Regions from separate parts of the Zea mays genome. Here region 2 is linked to region 1. Evidence: chromatin contacts called from public Hi-C data. All regions are on one chromosome and are shown on one strand. Each heading gives the region's core, a stretch centred on a gene start, on an enhancer-like site or on the middle of the called end of the contact. The rest is flanking DNA. Distances are from core to core; before and after follow the strand shown.

Evidence for each region. A called contact is a pair of places that touch in the nucleus more often than the background predicts.
Region 2: a Hi-C map of leaf shows a contact between it and region 1, with 6 times the contacts expected there. The contact joins the promoter of LOC100281739 here to the promoter of LOC100275307 in region 1. A contact is called at or near these places in 2 of 25 Hi-C or Micro-C datasets (leaf and tassel).

Annotation. Positions count from the first base shown.
Region 1 is chr2:228,832,510-228,839,162 of Zm-B73-REFERENCE-NAM-5.0, forward strand. It overlaps LOC100275307, which reads right to left and starts at 3,687. Exons shown (of 2, transcript NM_001365946.1): 1 at 3,535-3,687; 2 at 2,733-3,271. The coding sequence starts at 3,604. The coding sequence ends at 2,946.
Region 2 is chr2:229,095,542-229,102,194 of Zm-B73-REFERENCE-NAM-5.0, forward strand. LOC100281739 (transport inhibitor response 1 protein) reads left to right here and starts at 2,891. Exons shown (of 4, transcript NM_001154659.3): 1 at 2,891-3,017; 2 at 4,451-4,960; 3 at 5,943-6,444. The coding sequence starts at 4,509.

The DNA of each region.
Region 1 (6,653 bases), core at 2,437-4,936:
AGTGACGAGTTCTAAGGATAATGGAAAGTCATCAAGACATGTCAAAAGACGTTTGAAGTCTGTCAGAAAGTTGAGAAACTCCGGAGTTATAAGTGTGACTTATATTTCAACAGATAAAAATCTGGCAGATCCTTTTACCAAGGGACTACCACGTAATGTGATAGAAATCGCATCGAGAGAGATGGGTATGAGACCCGAATAAAGTTGCCATGGTGGAAACCCAGTCTATGTGATCGGAGATCCCGTGAATTAGGTCCTGGGAAGAACAAGCCATTGGTGAACTGAGGAGAGTAACCTTTGACCCTCTCTAAGTAAAGATGCAATACTCTCAAATGCTGTAAGGCAGGTTGGCTTTGTGCCTTAATGTGTTCTGTTGGCTTGTATTAGCGAAGATGTTGTCCTGCAGAACATTCTTTGAAAGAACACACCTATATGAGTTAGACTGTCTAACGTCGCAGTCTATGAGATTTGGGTGATCTCTAGTAAACTCATGAAGAGACCTTGGAGTACGACGTATATGCTCCACCCGAGAAGGGGACTACTGGTAGCCAAGTACTGGTCATGACTTCAAGTGAAACCCATTCACGCAAAACTTGCAATTCAAGGCATAGTCCATTGTCCAAGTTGTGGGTTGGTGTAGCTTGGAGTTCTAGGCGGAAGTTCAACTTAACAGTCTCTGCTGAAAAACTAGTATATTAAACAGTAGTGAACAGTGGCGAAAACTGCAGATGGGCATTTGAGATCTGGTGGGGGATTGTTAGGATTTACGGGCTTGGCCCAATTAAGAAATTCTAATAAATCCCAGGAAAATCTCAAAAGCCCATACAAGTGGATGGCTAGGGAATTGGTGGAACCAATAGCACCATATTGCTAGTTCTAGTGGAGTAGAGCTAGCTTAAATATGGAAGCCACACTCACTCACCAAGTCATGGATGAGAGGAGAGAGTGTGGAGAGCCACACGCGCGCGCTCGCTCGCCTCGCCTGGCCGGGCCGGGGCGGGGCGGGGCGAAGGGCGCGGGCGCACGACATGCGCGTGAATGGTCCGCCGAAATCCGGCCCCTCGCCTTGCGGGGGTGCGGCTACCTTTTGCCGTTTGATTTTTGGTTTCTTGGCTGTTACACTTATCCTAACCGATCGCTATAAAATCTCAACTGATTGCGAGATTTTCGTGGGCGGATAAGCTCGGGGGTCGCGGACTCGGCCCTATAAAAGGAGCCCGGCAGCCAGCCTCCAAATCATCCCAGTTTCGCTTTCGCCTCTCTTCATAGCTGAGTCGTCTTTTAGTTCCCTTCGTCCCGACCGCAGAGGTGCATCTGCGATCAGGAGAACAGGTCTCTGGAACCCTTCGTCTTCTAGATCCTGCACCGGGAGAGGACGAATAAGGTTTTTGGGAAGCGTCTTCACGCGACTGCTCGTGATCTTCTGACCTCGTCGACCCTGCTGATTTCTCTACTTCGACATCGTCGACCCTGCTGATTCCGGCGCGCGTCATCTATCAGTAAGTCTAATCAGTACGCATCATTTGATTTGGTTTTTTTATTTCAGTTCTTCTGATTTGGTCATGATTTATATTCGGAATTTAATTTGGAATTTGTTTAATTATTCAACAACATCACCTTATCTAGAATAGATTGATTCTTCAAATCAAATACGCCTTTAGCGTACATATGTTCGTTGTTCACTGCTAGAGGTGAAGACAGTTTTTCGTCCTCTCTCTATCTAACACCCTTTTACACACTACTAGTCATATAACTATACATTGTTATGGTTTCTATACAGCGACGGAGCACAAACCAAAAATAAGGTATGGTAGTGAAAAGTGGCGACTTCCTTTGTTCCTTGCTGGTTCGCTTCTAAATTTCTAATCCTCTGTTTCTCACTGTCATTGTCTCACTTCCTCAATCACGTTCATTGTGTTGTGCACATACAGACACATGGCCTGACAGGTTGACAGCCTCACTACTTCAAGCCTTCAATTGGCTCGACGTCGGCCAGACGCCAGAGGCCGAGGCCCGACGGGGCCAAGGAGGGGAGGCGGCAACCGAAGAGGCGTGGTCGAGCTCAGCCAGTCGGGTGAGGCAAAATCACGGCGAGGCGCGGTCCAACGAGCTCCGGTGGCCGACGACAAGAGCTGTGCGCTGTGCGTGACTGCGCGCGGTTGGTGGGTTGCGGCGTGCCGGGCATGGAGCTAGCGGCTGGCTGGCGCCGTCGGGCGTAGAGCTGGACAACTGGTGGTGGTGGGCGATGGTTGGCAGCGACCGCAGAGCAGGGAGACTGACGCGCGGAAGCTTGGTGAGTTGCGTGCGGGGTGGATCTGCTGATGGGCGTGGCCGCTGGAAAAAATATGTTTAACTCCTTTAGCGGATTGGGCTGAGGTATGGCGTAGGCCATACTTGACCATAACAGGCTCTCCGCCCCTGTTTCTATATATTATGTAGATAGTTTTAGTTTTAATAAAACATAAAAATATGTGTTCTATTTGTTAGGTGGATGTGAATGGTGAGCCGATGAATAAGGCTCAAACCCTCACTTTGCATAATTTTACCTTATTGTGTATGAAGCATGAAGAGGAAGACCGGATTGGAAGAGTGACGCTTAAGGTCTTGTTCGTTTGTACCGGATTAGCGGGTCAGAACGATTTTTAACCGGATTGTTTCTCTAATTTATATAAACTTTGATTAGCTGGAACGATTCCGGGTGCAATCCGACACAAACGAAAAGGCTTAAACAATCGTGGAAGATTTATGCGTTATTACTAGCACTGTATATCAAAAGCGATATACAGCCCACAGCCCCACACTACAGTATACTTCAACAAGGCAACCAGCTTGCTACGACTCTAGTAGTTTGGTAGCTAGTACTCCCTCCGTTTTTTTATTTATCGCTGGATATTGAAATTTTACATTATCCAGCGATAAATAAAAAGAAACGGAGTGAGTAGCTACTAGCCCTGGCCGTCGACCTCCAAGCTCCTAGGAGTCAACTGGAAGAAGTGGTCCCAAGCGTAACGGAAGCTCACGATGCCCATGCTCGCGATGGACTCGCCGGCGTTCACTAGGTAGACACCGCCGTCCACTGGGCGGAACAGGGCCGGGTCGACCTCCACCGTCGTCGCGAAGCCGCCACCGTCCACGCGCACGTTCCTGACGCTGCATAAGCACAGGTTTTTCACCTGGACCTCGAACAGCGTGTCGCCGGCAGCCGCCGTCGCGCCCGTGTTGACGGTCTGCACGTGGATGCTGGACGTGCCGCATGGCTCGCCCTTGGTACCTGTTGCTCAGTACGTAATTAACAAATGCTGGAACCTTTCAAGAATATATGATCAATAATTAGGGGTACTGGGTACCAATGCAAAGAATAATGTCTACAGATTATATGTACAATATGTTCTTGGATGCATGTGTTTACGGCGCTTAATTCAAATTTAAGCGAACTAAATCGTCTCAGAATTTGTCGAAATTTCGTCACTACGCAAACATGCCCTACTGACAAAGTTTGCACAACGAGCAGGTCGATTTGCAGGCCTTACGTACCCCGAAGAGAGACGGCGAAGAAGAGGAGTACGGCTGTCAGGAGCTTGACGACCGCAGCAGTGGTCGTCATGTTTCTTCTTCTTCTTGCTTTCGTGGAGCTTGCTGATGTATATGTTAACAACTGGTGACCAGCTAGCTTGCTTGTTTGGTGATGAAGTTGATGCGCAGCAGTGTTGCATTTATAGAGACAAGGGACCGAGGCTGCTGCAAGGGATTGGCACGAATCTATGCTCCTGCATTTGGTGGTCGCTTTCGTTGTGTCCCCATTGACTTGAACATCGAAGACTATGACCACTGGAGTTCCTTACATATAAAATGACTCGATCCCCACCATGACTTCGGAACGAGGTAGTACGTGGGTATGCAATTGCAATTACCGAAATGTATAGTTGCCCAAACGGGCGGCCCGGCACGGGCCCGTTAGGCCCGACAGGTAATCGGGCCGTGCCCGATCGGCCCACGTGCCGGAGACGCGGCCCAGGCACGGCACGCCGGTCTGGTAGCCGTGCCGGGCCGGCCCGTTTAATTTTTCCATATTGCCTCATTAAACCAGAAAATGGCAAAAAACCTGTGCGGGATGGGGTTTTGAACCCACAACCTCCCTCTACAAGGTTGGAAGCACTATATGTAACACACTAACCAGTAGAACTCTCATGCGTTTGTTGTAAATAGCAAATATAAAATCATAATATATATATACTATGTTTTCTAAAATAAAAAAAATATAATCGTGCCGGGCCGGGCCGGCACTACGGGCCGAGACAGCGGCCCAAGCACGGCACGGCTGTCGTTCCGGGCCCGGCCCGGCACTATTAAACGGGCCGTGCTTCGGGCCGGCCCGTTAAGCACGGCCCATTTGGCCATCTATACCGAAATGAACAGGCTGTGTCCGGACGCTAAAGCGTCCGCTACGGTAAATTTAGCGGTTGTTAGTGTTCTCTATGCCTCCAATAACGAACGGTAAATCATCCTCTAAAATATAGAGGCATCACAGCGACCGCTAAATCTGGCTGTTTCCTATTCATCCGCTATCTATACGCGTCGTTGTCTTCGAGCATCTCGAGCCGCAGCGACACACCACGGACTTGACAACCCCACACTCATCAAGACAGCAGGAGAACCACCGCGCCATGGCCGTCGGGACGGAGCTTCCCCGCTGTGTCGCGCGCACCTGGCCGCGGCATCTGCATCCGCACGCTGGAGGCAGCACCGACATGGTGATGAAGCTTGGGAAGACCTCCATGGACGTCCCGGCCTCTCTGAGTGTGGAGTCCGCGAAGGGACGCCATTGCTGCAGGGGAAGAAGCTCGATGCAACAGATTTTGGAGCAACGAGATGCGGTCAGGACTTGGAGAACGAACTAGAAGAAGAATACATACGCTGGTTTGGGGAATTTGGGGATAGAGTTACCGTTCAAACAAGAATCAATTTCTGATATTTTCTATTAATATCGTGGGTAAAATATATGAAATAAGATATAGAAGATGAAATTTAGAAGACATTGTTGGAGATGAAGAAGATACAGAGGATGAAATTTTTTAGAGGGTGCTATAAAAAATAGAAAATATTCTTTTAAATGATGAAATTTAGAGAACGTTATTGGAGACAGCCTAAGAAAAGATCAGAGGTTAATGTAAACTTCATAACATCTCATCATTTCCTTTCCTTTGTCTTCTTTTTCACAATATAGCTGCAATTTTGGTATAGGCTCCTTGCAGTCGTTAAAGATAGAAAGGTTATATTACTAGTACAAAGAAATTCTATATATAGAGGTGGTTAGTGTTTTGCAGAACCGTTAATATTAAGAACCATTAGAAATAATTAGTTGTACAGACGAGTAATATAATTAAGAATGGCCAGTGAAAATCGATTTCCACCGACGATCAAGGCAATAAAACTACCAGTGAAAATCTTTTCAAGAAAACATAAAATTAGTTTTTAAAATAGAAAACAAATTAATTAGGAGAGGGCCTCACCTAGGCCCCACCCGCCACTAAAAATAAGACTAGAAACCGCCACTAGAAATATCACTGTAAAAATTAGACCCCACCGCAGGTTTAGAACTATTTTCGATGTATGTATATGTTAAAAGGTAGAAAGCTACGTATAGTAGAAGAGTGTCATGCTACTAAGGCTTGGGGCTACGAAACCAGTGTTGCTACTATATGTATGATCTATTCATCACCTAGGGTAATGAATTCAATCGTCAATCACCTAGACCACGTGCTTGCTCGCCCAGCAAACCGACCAAGCCCCCTGGCACCCGCTCAGCCCGCCGATGAAGCTGCCCCCCGCGCCCGCCCAGCTAGCCGATGAAGCCTCGCGCGAGGGAGCACCTTCGCCACTGTGAGCGTGCAAGAGTCGAGCCGAGCCCCCTCGCCTAAAAAAATAACTTCATGTAGAATAAAATGACTTAAATATTAACTAGACTTTGGAATGACTTAAATGTTGTCAATACGCTAGAATGACTTAATATTTTCTAGAATGACACAATCAATAGCATAAGAAATGTCCGAGAAAAACCAGAAAAGTGCCTGAAACAATAATAACTTAATGTTTATTGAATATGACATAATATCTGTGTTACCTAGACTTTGGAATGACTTAAAGTTAACTAGAGTGACTTAAATGTTGTCTCGACACTAAAATGACTTAATATTTTTTGGAATGCCAGAATCAATAACATAAGAAACGTCTGAGAAAACACGAAAAAATGGCTGAAAACAATAATAATTTAATGTTTTCTGGAAACATGACTTAATATTTTAAGATAACTTAATGTTGATTGGAATGACTTAATATGGCTAGGAAATGAGCCGCACGAGAGCGAGGAGCCATGCGGGCGGAGCCGCGCGAGAGGGTTGCACGGGCACATGCACCATGATGGTTACCCTAGATGATGAATAGTGTGTGTGTATTTGGAACTCTAGGCTTCCATCCAATAACTAGAGGAAGCCCTGGTCAAATGGTGTCATCCGGTTCTACTGCACCAGGTTCGGGTGGCTATAAAAACACCCTCAGGCTACCAAGGAATAGGTTTTAGCGGCGACGGCGGTTCCCTCAGGCGTGCGAGCGGCGGCGATCACGAGGGCGAGCGGCGGTGGCGTCCCGAGGCAAGC
Region 2 (6,653 bases), core at 1,641-4,140, 260 kb after region 1:
TGAATAGGGACTATGAACGAACGATGAACGATGAATAGGGACTATGAACGAACGATGAACGATCGAATGATCGAACGAACGAACGATCGGAATTTCGGCAGCATAACGACAGGACAAAGATTATCTGGAAGAACGATGAATAGGGACTATGAACGAACGATGAACGATGAATAGGAACTATGAACGAACGATGAACGATCGAATGATCGAATGAACGAACGATCGGAATTTCGGCAGTATAACGGTAGGAAAAAGATTATTAGGACGAACGAACGGACGAACGATCGAACGATCGGACGAACGGACGAACGAACCATGAACGATCGGACGAACGATCGAACGATCGGACGAACGAACGAACAAACTAAGAACAGGGGACGAACGATCGAAGAACGATCGAACGATCCTTGTGCTAGTGTGTGCTTGTGTGGAACATGGAGTGGGTGTGTGTGTGTGGGGGGGGGAAGAGAGTTGCCATGAAATGGCTTGGGGTGGGATGAGAGGAGGCCCTTGCCCCTCTATTTATAGCCATGGTGGGGGGATTAGGGGGAGGGATTAGAGATGGCAATGGGTAAATACCCACCGGGTATTACTACCCCATACCCATACCCACGACACAAAAATAATCCCACCGGGTCACCCATATACACTGGCGGGTATGGATTTACCCCCATACCCATACCCATGTGGGTATGGGTCACCCATCGGGTCACCCGTACCCACAAAAATTAAACAACTATCAAAATACTATACTATACAAATGGTAAGTATATCCATATAAATAACATTACAAAATTTTCTAGCATCATTTAACCATCCATTTAACACACCAAAGATAATTGGATAAAGTAGTAATACTATGATAGTACTACATAGCACATTACCTGTTCCATTATATGGTCATTAAATTGTTGTTCAATAGTAAAAAAGTTGGATGACTAAATTCCAAGTGCATTCTTCGGATAAGTTTATATTGGGTATTTTATACCCACGGGTTAACGGGTATGGGTGAAGGCGGAACGTTCTAATACCCGTTTACCCATTGGGTGAAGGTTTTTGCCCAATAACAGACCCACGGGTAGAATATTTAGCCCACATACATACCCTAATGGAGTAAATACCCATCGGGTATCGGGTCGCGGGTACCCATTGCCATCTCTAGGAGGGATGAGAGGATTAGTGGGAGGATGAGAGGATTAGTGGGAGATTAGCTTGTATTTGTCTTATATGAGTGTAATTAGCTTGTAGAGCTCAACGTATGACACCGGAGGCATACGTATACGTATGAGCATGACGAAAGTTATGAAGAAAATATTTGTAGGGACTTGAAAAATGATTCTAAAGGTATTTCTTAAGAAGAAAATACCTGGAGATATATCGGTGGAATATTTGGGCAGTATTTCTGGACAGAACTTGAAGAGGATCACTAGGGAAATATCTGGGCAGTATTTCTGTAAACAATTTGAGGGGGATCACTGGAGAAATATTTGTAGGATATTTTGAGGAGGATTTTAGAGAGAATATAGACCACTATAATTTATTTGTTGATATCAACTCGCAAACAAACATTTTGAAATGAAATTTCAAATTCATTTTGAATTTAGGGCGAGTTTGAGAAAATTTCAGAATTTGAATTTTTGGGAGGCTACATTTAGAGTAGTAGAGATACAATGTGGTTCAAGATTTTAAGTTTTAGAATTAGTTTTCGAGCTGTTCATACCACTATTTTGTTGGTAAAATGAAGCCTTCAATGAAATAGAGGGCTGCTCACTTCTATTGTTATTGCTCTCGCACATACAATTTCCACTTGTGTGAATGACCAAGCGATGATGTTATCGCATATGGTGTGGCATGAGCCTACAATTTCACTGTAGTTATGAAAACTGATCAGTCAATGATGATGAATCATACGAGCCTTTTTATACTTCAGCACGTTCTTTGATAGGGGACGAATTTGCACGAGGTGTTATGAACTGCATGCAGAGGTGAGCAGTGGGAGCGTTTGCGTATTAAAGTGCACTGCACTACAATACTTGTTTGTGGATGTTGAGCGTTTACTTTAGCTTAATCAATCTTATAGTTTTTAATTAATTAATGTTATTTTTGTCGTCCATGCAAGAGGATCTCCATCGTTTCGCAAGATAGGAGCCGCCAAGCACATGTTCGGTTTTGTTTAGAACTTCATGTTCCTTTCTATCCCGAATACTTATATCCTTATTCGGATGATGGTGCCTAGCAACAACGATAGCATGTCATTGACTTGGACGAGCAACCATAGATCTCTCTAAACAACTTATGTGCCGTCGCAACGCACGGGCACCTACCTAGTAAAGATAAAAAGACCCAATAACGTCTCTCTTTAATCTTCATGGCGCACATATGGACTAGGAGACATGGGCGGAGGCGACGATCGAGAGGAGGGAAGAGGCGGCGGGACTACCATCCATCGTCTTGTGCCTAGGGGTGGTAACGGGCCATTTAATTTAGCCTAGCAAATTTAAGGATCGAGTCAAGTTAGGACCAAATCATAAAACGATACAATTTTGAACTAACAAAATTAAGAGCTTTGTTGATTTTTAAAGCAAGTATTAGGGCCATGATCCATTACCACCCTTTCTTGTGCCATCGCCGGCGGCGGCAAGAACGGAACCGTCGTGGGAGATCGATGGTTACATGAGGGCTGAGGCTCGTCGTGGGCTAAGGAATAATTTTTGAGGGAACAAATTTGAAGGGGTTATTCGTAAAATCGAATTGCCTTGGCGAGAGGGTGTAGTTGTAAAATATCAGCCGGCAATCAAGGACGCATGATCCAGGACCAGGATTGCACGTTTGCACGGAAGTTTGATCTATAAATATTTAGCAAAAAAAAAAACAACAATAGAGAGACGTAACGTAACAACCTCGGCTTCTACGACTAGGAGTCGAAGTCGACTGACGACTCACGACTGGCGTAGCGTAGGAGGCGGCGGTTCCAAGCGACCATCCAATAATCGCCACCCTCACGCGAGAAATCCCCGGTATTCTCCCCTGCAGATTCCATCTCGTCGCCCCCTTCTCCGATCCGATCGGTCTCTGATCGCTGCGTTTCCTGGTTCCTCAAGGTTTATTGGGGAATTTTTTTAGCGAGTTACCTCTTTCCCCTCTTGTGGGCTCTGCGGGGAAATTTAGGGTTTAGTATTGGGGTTGATCGGACGATCTAGTGTGGTTAGGCCAACGATTCTCCCTGCTGTGGCTCATGATTTTCCAATTTCGTGTAAATCCGGTTCGGTGTGGTGCCTTGTTTTTTTTTCTGTTTTCTTTATTAGGGCTCGGATTCTGAGTCACGAAATGAATGATCATCTGATCTTGTAGTTTTGGGGGACTTCGTCTCTCGTAGGAGGGATTCTTTGGCTGAGGTAGTGAGGTTGCCCTCGGATTGGTCCAAAAACGAAAAAGTTAGCCCTCTTCCTCAGGTCCAATTTGGCATTTTTTTCAGAACACATACGATTTCTGCCAGTCTGAAGTTTTGGACTTTATGTGAGCTGTTGCCAATTCAACTGCTTCTGCTACACGATCCATTAACTGCTTTCCGATCCGTGTTCTGTGATGTTTGCCCTCTTCCTCAGGGCCAATTTGGCAATTTGTCAGAACACACACAGGTATGGATTTTATATGAGCTGTTGCTAATTCAACTGCTTCTGCTACGCAATCCATTAACTGCTTTCTGATCCGTGTTCTGTGCTAACTCTTGTCGATTAAGCGTTGCTTTGTGCGAGATATTTGAAATAATGTACACGCCAGCCAACACGTGGCTTCGCCAAATGGTCATGGAGCCGTAGAACTTGCCAAAATGCCTATAAATACATTGATATAATACTCCTATTTTTTTTGTAACATTATATCTTATGTTTTTTGGCAACGACTGCTATTCAAGCAGTCCTTTTTTGCAAGCGTGCAAGCAAACTATCTGATCCATTATATTACGACCCAACCACAGATACAAAGAAGGTTTGTTAAGGGTTTTTTATAAAGATTATTGAGCTGGTGGTGGAAGGGTTTAAGTGTTAAATGTGACCTACGGTTGGATCGTAATCTAATGGATCAGATGGTTTGCTTGCACGCTTGCAAGGAAGGACTGCTTGCATAGCAGTCGTTGCCATGTTTTTAGCCTTTGTATAGACCAAAATACCTTTATCATACAAAAATTATCTTACTCTTCTTTATATGCCTTTTTCTTGTTAATAGATAATATAATTAACACATAGTTAATAATATTAAAATCATGGAATATATATTTAATAGTATTCGTGTTAACTCTTGTCGATTAGTAGAACTTTACAACCAAGGTCTGCTTTGTGCAAACTGGCCCGTAGAGGAGTACCAAATTGGCGTTCATTGCTGCAAATGTTCGTTACTTAATGCCTCTAGCTGATAATATAAAATTCTGTCCATGTTGTTTGTTTGTGAGCAGGCAACTTTTGGGGAACTACACGTGTATGGAGTTTTATTAGTATTCCAGGGGCGTCACAATGGCATACTTTCCTGATGAAGTAGTAGGGTATATCCTTGGTTATGTAACGTCGCATCAGGACCGCAACGCGGTGTCCTTGGTCTGCCGGGCATGGTACGACATTGAGCGTCATGGCCGCCATTCAGTGCTTGTAAGAAACTGTTATGCGGTGTGCCCAGAGCGTGTACACATGCGGTTTCCCAACATGCGTGCACTGAGCTTGAAGGGCAAACCGCACTTTGCTGAATTCAACCTTGTCCCGGCGGGTTGGGGTGCCACTGCAAATCCATGGGTGGATGCGTGCGCCCGTGCATGCCCAGGTCTTGAGGAGCTCCGGCTGAAGTTTATGGTTGTGACTGATGAATGCCTCAAGTTGCTTTCTCTATCCTTTACCAACTTTAAATCACTTGTCCTTGTTTGTTGTGAGGGGTTCAGTACTACCGGGCTTGCTAATATTGCCACCAATTGCAGGTGAGAATTCTGAAAACTTAGGCATTATCATGTTTGGGAAAGTGCCTAGTGACCATTGTTTTAGTTCATCTAGCATGCCCATTTAATTAACAAACAATCCATTTCAGTATTATGTTTGCAATCTTCATCCTGCTGATGCTGAGTTTATTGTGTCTACACCATATTATACCAGATCATGTATGCCTTTCCATCTCTGTATACTTCCTTGGTTATTGATTATTAAAAGTTATCTGCTGTGTGTTTATAGATAAAGACTTCCCAATGCAAATAATTGACGCAATGCAAAATCTACGAAACAGAAGTTATCTACACTTCTAGTTTTTTCCATAGCTTATCTGTATGATACTTGAATACTGAAATATTGTTTATGTTTACTTTGGTTTATATCCAAATACCATAATTGAGATCTTCAATGCTTGGCAGAGCATAAACTCTCAAACTTAGTATCTAGGTTCCCGGGTCGATGGGATCGAGGAACGGGAACGTGGTAGTGGTACGCTACTAAACTAGGTTTTAACACTACGGGAATGAGATTGTTCCCAGATTCCTGGAACGGAATGAACGTTCTTGGAACGAGGAACATGGCCAAGTTCCACGTTCCCGGTTTCTAAGCTCTCGAACTAAAATCTTTGACAAAGATGGTACAGTAGTTTCTAGTCTGCTTAGTACATGCCTATTGTCTAGTGCTTGAGTGATTGTATGAGTTCCATTCCTTGTTTCTATCTCTCTAGCAAAGTACATACTGAAAAGGCATGATTGAGACATCTAGCTAGAACAAATAGATTTCAATGATGGAAGAAAGCTCAAGCTGCAGTTATATAACATTATTGGCTTCCAGTTTTGGCATCTTCTATTGTGTTAAGAAAACTTCATTTTAATTGACAAAGTGTCATCTTACTATTTAGTTTGCTAAAGAGATGTTACTCATGGTTAGTCCACAATATTTTACATTTTTACATATCTTGTAGCTCTTCACTTTCAGGTTTCTTAAGGAACTAGACTTACAAAAGAGTTGTGTGAAACATCAAGACCATCAGTGGATTAATTGTTTTCCCAAGTCTTCAACATCACTAGAATGCTTGAATTTTTCCTGCTTGACTGGGGAGGTGAATGCTGTTGCACTGGAGGAACTTGTTGCAAGGAGTCCAAATCTTAAAAGTTTAAGGCTGAATCTTGCAGTTCCATTTGATGTTTTGTCCAGAATCCTTTCTCGCACACCTAAGCTAGAGGATTTAGGCACAGGATCCTTTTTACAAGGCAATGACCCTGCTGCATATGCCAGTTTATGTAGAGCTCTTGAGAACTGCACTTCACTGAAGAGTATATCTGGTTTTTGGGATGCTCCAGGCTTTTATGTTCAAGGAATTTTGTCAAATTGCAAGATCAGAAATCTTACATGCTTGAATCTCAGCTATGCTACATTGATTCAGAGTACCCAGCTTATCGGTATTATTCGTCATTGTAAGAAGCTCCATGTCTTATGGGTAAGATTTACTTGTGGTGTTGCTAGGAAGTTTAGCCTCTCGTTACATTGAACTAGCCTAATTGTCTGTTCAAATATATGGCCTGATTGGAGAACCTAGTGCAATTCACTGTATTATTACTATTATATATTATGTTATGGTTGAAAAAACAATCGTGTGTCCTATGACTGTAATGCCTATTGGGTGTTTTTGCATTGTTCTGGAACTAT